Regions from separate parts of the Gossypium hirsutum genome. Here region 2 is linked to region 1. The links are chromatin contacts, called in public Hi-C maps. All regions are on one chromosome and are shown on one strand. The core of a region is the stretch at or near the end of the contact, and the rest is flanking DNA. Distances in the headings are between cores, read along the strand shown.

Region 1 (3,181 bases), core at 650-3,149:
TAACAACGAGGTTTCAAAAACACTATCGTGTGACATTGCCAGATACAACCATAATGTCTAGGATGGGTTTAGGGTGTTACATACCATTTTCTGTTATATACTTAATAGAGCTGCCATTTTCCATCCCCTATCACTACTCTCCCATCACTCTCCCTTTTCCCCACCATCCTTCCTCCGACTTTGATTCTTTCCCTTTCCCCGTCGTCCCTTTGCTAACCCTTTTCCCCTACTCTGATTATTTCACTCCCCCCACCATCCAACGAATTTACAACCATAGAAAATACATACACAAAATGACTGATTAGAGGAAACTTAGAAATAAGCAAAAAAAGAAGTGGAAGAGTTTGGTCTAATATACCATAGATTTGGAGTGGAGTTTGTACCACTTGCATTTTTAATTTGCCAAAACCTTAGGATTGAAGCTGGGCCGATACCTTTCATCCTTTGAATTATCACCCCATCGCCAAGCCCTCTGCATCTGAGTTTTCAATCTCTGGAAACTATTGGGACGCTTGTGTCATGTAGTTACAAATTAACTCTGAGTGCACCTATGCCCCAATGGCAGCAGCCTTGGAGAACTGGTGCTTCCAGAGTGCACAAGATTCTAAACTCTCTCATCTACTTTCATAGCCTTCTCCTCAAAACCATGGTTTAATTCCTAAATTGTTGATTGTGATTGGTCTTCATGTCCTTCAGCTTCTTCCTTGGTTTTTATTTTCTAAACACTTCATTTATCTCATCTTACATTGTTAATTAAATTATCAACCATGCCAACTAAAAGATTTAAAATTTTTCATTTATTCTGCAGAATTTACAAGATACCATCCTCTTCAAGTAAAGCTTATCACAGAATACACAAAGATATGAAAAGGGTTCCCTTTTATGTGCTTTTTATCCTCAAATTCTCTCACTACCCCGAAACTATCAAAGCTTTCACAATATAAGCTTCAAAAATACAATAAAAAATTGTCAATTTATACACAAAGTATACAGTTTGAATACTAATACCTTGACTGCAAATGTAATGACTCTTACAGTATTAACACCCTATAATGCAAATTTAAAAAAAAAAGGAATCCATGAGGGAAAAAACGATAAGAAAAGATAACCAATCAGTTAAAAATTCCCAACAGATTTAAATTCTTTAGAAAGAGAATCAAAGCAGTAACTCTTTTGTAACGAAAAAAAACTGATGTAATAAAAGGAATTGAAACACAGATAATGCAAATGATACAAGAAATAAATAAGCAATAACATCAAGCTTAAATGGAAGAGAAACAGGAGAGATGTTTCCTTACTTTTATTATTACTAACATTTTAGTTGTCTGATTAACGAAGTTTTAGTTCCTTCAAGCGAGAGAGAAAGGGGAAAGGAAATGCCAAAAATAGAGAGGAAAAGAATCAAAGTAATGGAAAAGGGTTAGCAAAGGGACGGTGGGGGAAGGGAAAGAATTATAGTAGGAGGAGAGATGGTAGGGAAGAGGGAGAGAGAATCAGACTAGGGGGATGGATTATGTTGAAGAGGAAGATGGATGGGAGAGCAGTGATAGGGGATGAAAAATGGCAACTCCGTTAAGTATCTAACGTAAAATGGTAGCTTCGTTACGTCTATAACGGAAAATGGTTAGTGGTGACTATTTTATTAATTTTCAAAAATTAAGTAATTAAATTAAAATTTAAGTAACTATTTTATCAACTATTCCAAAATTAAGTAATTATTAGTATAATTTATCCTTCTTTGAATTAAAAAAAAAGCGAGGTAGTTAACTTTTAAAATCAGCCTTTTTTGACTAATTAGCCCTCTTAAATCTTAATATTTTTTTCAAATTCTCATTCTATTTTGTTTAAAATAAAGAGGGATCAACTTGGCTTTATGCTTAGCAGCTCTGATATAAGGTCCCACTTGTTCATTTGAAGGGACTCTACTCAGCGCTCTCTACTTCTACTGTTCTAGGTATCGTTCTTTTGAGTTGCACTTCTCCAAATTGCTTTCTTTCTCTTTCTCTCCTTTCCTTGAGCAAAATCCAAGTTTGTAGACCTTCTGATTCAGTTACCGTTGGGCCTACACTTTTGTATGTACTCTCTTTCTTCTCTCTCTTCTTTCATGCTTTAAAAACTGGAAAAAAAATTCACTCTTTCGCTGATCCTTTCTTTGTTAATTGTGGGTTATGATAGTGCAGTTCAAACGATTTTCCGTCGAGGTTTGGCCGGAGAATGGCATATATGTGTGCGGATAGCGGAAATCTAATGGCAATCGCTCAACAAGTTATAAAGCAACAGCAACAGCAAGAACAACAACAAGAGCAGCACCACCACCACCAGCAACAGCTTCTTGGTGTCAGTCATGTTACTTTAAACCCTTGGCCTAACAACCCCCACCATGGCGTCTCCAACTCTCCCATTCTCGGGTACGGGCTTTCGGGTCCAGGTTTCACTGACCTATTTCAGGGTGATACTGGAGAAGGGTTTCAGTTCCCTAACATGGGGCATCATCATTCGAGTGGGTTTCGATTCCCGGATTTTGGTGGTGGTTCGGGTGGTGAGTTTGACACCGACGAATGGATGGATTGCTTAATGAACAGTGGGGATTCAACGGATAGTTCAAATCTGCCGTCTGGTTGTGAAGTATGGCAGAACAATGCTGATTTTGGTCTTTACGGCGCTGATCCATTTAGTGCTTGCCCAAATCGTCTCAGCGTGGCGTGTCCTACGCCGTCTGATCTGAACCGAGTCATTTTCCCAACCGAGGCACAGAAAAACCTTAGCCCTACTCTTCAGCCTCAGCACCAGCTACCGACGTGGTCCCCATCCCCATCCCCTCCGCCACCACCACCTCCTCATGTAGCCGTTAAAGAAACCAAAGCAAGCAGTCCTCCGAGCCAGACCCCACTCACAAACGACGCCGCAGGGGTCTCAGCTGATTCCACCGAGATCGAGTCAGCTCCCCCGCTTTTGAAAGCTTTACTCGACTGTGCTAGACTCTCCGACTCAGAACCTGAACGCGCGATTAAATCGCTGGTTGAACTCAGGGAGTCGGTATCTGAACGTGGAGATCCAACTGAAAGAGTGGCTTTTTACTTCACCCAAGCCCTCTATAGCAGAGTCTCTCTTCCAGCAGAGAAAAGGTTGAATCTGCTCGAAACGACGTCGGAGGACTTCACTCTCTCTTACAAAGTATTGA
Region 2 (3,665 bases), core at 405-2,904, 200 kb before region 1:
CTTGCTGCAACTCTTGGTCCAAGTCAGCCCAGTCCCAATCTTAATCTTGCAGCTGTAGGTCTATCTCCAGGGTCTGCTGGTGGGCTTGAGGGTCCAGACCGGATTTTTGTGGGGGGGCTTCCATATTACTTTACTGAAGCACAGATCAGGGAGTTGTTAGAGTCTTTTGGACCCCTTCGAGGTTTTGATCTAGTAAAAGATAGAGAAACTGGAAACTCAAAAGGCTATGCCTTCTGCATATATCAAGATCTGTCAGTTACAGACATCGCTTGTGCTGCTTTAAATGGAATTAAAATGGGTGATAAAACTCTCACTGTTAGGCGAGCAAACCAAGGTGCTACCCAGCCTAAACCTGAGCAAGAGAGCATCCTTCAGCATGCACAGCAGCAGATTGCTTTGCAGGTAAGATTAGATAGTGCTATTTTTTTTTCTAAAATTTACTCATTTGTTGCAAGTATCGTCTATAGATGATAGGCTAATTTGCAGTGTCTTTGTCCTTTACAGAGGCTTATGTTGCAACCACAAGGTGTGCCCACAAAGGTTGTGTGCTTGACTCAAGCAATTAGTGAAGATGATCTTAGAGATGATGAGGAGTATGGGGACATTGTTGAAGACATGAGACAAGAGGGTGGAAAACATGGTAAAATTATTCTTAAAACCATTTGGTCCATCCTTGTTGTACCTGACCCTCCTTATTAAGTTTTTAAAGTTATTTTAACATGCTAAGTCCTGTATACTTTATTAATTTCCGTTTTCCTTTTTGTTTATATCTCTGTTTTACAGCCCTTCTAGTTCGCTGCTGTTATTAAAGAGTCAAATTTAGCAAATTTAGCTTGCACAGACAGAAGACACTAATTCTTTATCTATATTTTCTTCATACTGATTTCTGCTAACTAATTCCCTGAATAAAGTTTTATGTGGATTTGAAATTTTCACACGTAATATGCAGGTGCATTGGTGAATGTTGTCATACCCCGCCCGAATCCAAATGGTGAATCATTACCGGGTGTTGGGAAGGTCAGTGCTCTATATTTGCAAGAAATCCTGTTGTTTTAGTTATCGACCTGCATTGGCAATGTTTCTGCTAGTTGCTTCATATTCATTTCTTCCCCTTAGTTACTGACTTGACCGCAATTTGCTTGGTATTTGAAGGTATTTCTGGAGTACTCAGATGTGGAAGGTTCCCGAAAAGCCCAAGCTGCAATGAATGGAAGGAGATTTGGTGAAAATCAAGTAATTGCTGTGTTCTATCCTGAGAACAAATTTGCACAGGGGGAGTATGATGGCTAATGTGTCATATCTTAGCTGCTATGCCTATGATGCAATGTAGTTGTACGAACTGGTTCTTTATTCGTTTAGGTTTTTAGAGTTAAGATATAGACAAGGTATAAGAAATTTATCCATGACTCCCACCTCTTATTGTAATTCTAATGTTGGTTTTGTACCTAATGTCCTTTAGTTTGTATCTCCTGCATTTCTTAATTTGGTATCAAGGATGAAGAAAATGTTAAAATTCGAACCAGCTTTAGGATATTTATTTTGTGTGTTGGCACTGGAATTAAAAGTGAGATGAAATATCAAACGAAGGCTAGTTATTTGTATTATAAATTTTAAAACAAACGAGTACATGCTGTTAAGGATATGTATGTTTTCTTTATCATCTTAAAATTGAAGTTTATTTTTGTTTTTTAATTGTCTAGAGATAAAACCCTATATTTAAAATACAAGGTTATTTTGGGCCATGTCATACATTCATTTTCACAAAGGGTGCCATTTCCATGTAAAAAAAAACTCCTTCACATAACAAATATGTAATATTGATTGGCCAAGAAAGATTTGAATGATTGTGTTGTGTGTGTAAAGAAATAAGAAAAAAATAATAGAAGGTTAAAAATTAACTTAACGAAGTTCATTAGCAAAATTCCCTGACCATTGATTTTAAGCTGCTCTGCTCCGATCCCACTCTAAAACCCTAAAACCAAACCCTAACAAGTCTCCTCCCAAAAAAACATGTCTTCTTCCATTCGTCTTCGCCACCTCCGTCACTTTTCGGCCACCTCCAATGCCGCCGCCGCCGCCGCCGCTTACTCCTCCTCCATTTCGGTTTCCCAAGCCAAAAGCAAACTCCGCACTGAGTACGACCCTGACAAAGCCCTCGAAATCTACTCTTCCGTTTCCAAACACTACTCTTCCCCTTCTTCTTCCCGTTACGCTCAAGACCTCACCGTCCGCCGCCTCGCCAAGTCCCGTCGTTTCTCCGACATCGAATCCTTAATAGAGTCCCACAAAACCGACCCCAAGATTTCTCAGGAGCCTTTCCTCTCTACTCTCATCAGATCCTATGGTATCGCTGGCATGTTAGATCATGCCATCAAAACTTTCCATCAAATGGACCAATTTGGTACCCCCAGATCAACCATTTCTTTCAACGCCTTGCTCTCCGCTTGCAATCAGTCTAGGCAATTTGACAGAGTTCCCCAGCTGTTCGATGAAATTCCCAAGAAATACATTGGTCTTTCACCAGACAAAGTTTCCTATGGGATTTTAGTTAAATCTTATTGCGAAGCGGGTCATCCCGAGAAAGGGCTTGAGGTTCTAAGAGAAATGGAAAGGAAAAGCGTGGAGGTAACTGCAGTCACCTCTACAACAATTTTAAACGCATTATATAAGAAGGGAAAAACAGAAGAGGCAGAGAAGTTGTGGTTTGAGATGATGAAGACTGGTTGCGAATTAGATGTTGCTTCTTATAACGTTAGGATTTCGAATTTTCAAGGCGGAGAGCCTGAGAAAGTGAAGGAATTGATTGACGATATGAGCACCCTAGGGTTGAAACCGGATACCATTAGTTATAATTATCTGATGACTTGTTATTGTAAGAGAGGCATGTTGGATGAAGCTAAGAAGGTATATGAAGGATTGGAAGGTAATGGGTGTAATCCAAATGCGGCTACTTTTCGGACGCTGGTGTTTTATTTATGTTTAAATGGATTGTATGAGCAAGGTTATAAGGTGTTCAAAGAGAGTGTGAGGTTGCATAAGATTCCTGATTTTAACACTTTGAAGCATTTGGTGGAGGGATTGGTGATGAAAAAGAAGATCAAGGATGCGAAAGGGTTAATCAGGACGGTAAAGAAGACGTTCCCTCCCAACTTTTTGAAAGCATGGAAGAAGCTCGAGGAAGAACTTGGTTTGGTTTCTGGTAATGCTGAAGCTCGTGAGGCTAAAGAATCAACAGGTTAGAATTGAGATTTTAGCTGTTATTTTGCTGGTGGTTTGAGTTAGCTGCTTTATATTCTTTTGCAGCTAAGAATGATTAGATGAACTATGCAATCCACCATAGAAGTTTGAATGATGATAATATTTTTTTTCTTAGATAGTTTTACAAAAGGTCAATTCTGCTTTAATTGTAAGGATTGATTTGTGTTACTCTTTTGCTATGTGTTTGTTTCATTGTTCTACTTGTTTTGGAATGAAAAGAAAATTCTGATAATCGAATATTCTGCTAAAACTATTTACTAGTTTTGTTTTGTTCGGGTCATTGAGCTTTGTTCTATCCCTCTTTAAACTTCTTGATGAATATTTGGTAAAAGTGTCTTGGAGGCCTGTTAAAAATTTCATTCATTTCTACTGTTTCTTATAAATACCTAGACAATTACTGTGGCATA

The links. A called contact is a pair of places that touch in the nucleus more often than the background predicts.
Region 2: a contact with region 1 is called in a Hi-C map of leaf, with 2.7 times the contacts expected there. The contact joins the promoter of LOC107945662 here to the promoter of LOC107945747 in region 1. A contact is called at or near these places in 5 of 34 Hi-C or Micro-C datasets (callus, hypocotyl and leaf).

Annotation. Positions count from the first base shown.
Region 1 is chrD12:11,841,196-11,844,376 of Gossypium_hirsutum_v2.1, reverse strand. It overlaps LOC107945747 (SCARECROW-LIKE protein 7), which reads left to right and starts at 1,899. Exons shown (of 2, transcript XM_016879855.2): 1 at 1,899-2,072; 2 at 2,181-3,181. The coding sequence starts at 2,215.
Region 2 is chrD12:12,042,120-12,045,784 of Gossypium_hirsutum_v2.1, reverse strand. It overlaps LOC107945662 (pentatricopeptide repeat-containing protein At4g36680, mitochondrial), which reads left to right and starts at 1,654. Exons shown (of 1, transcript XM_016879751.2): 1 at 1,654-3,490. The coding sequence starts at 2,011. The coding sequence ends at 3,240. LOC107945661 (splicing factor U2af large subunit B) reads left to right here. Exons shown (of 13, transcript XM_016879745.2): 10 at 1-402; 11 at 505-640; 12 at 950-1,017; 13 at 1,153-1,519. The coding sequence ends at 1,290.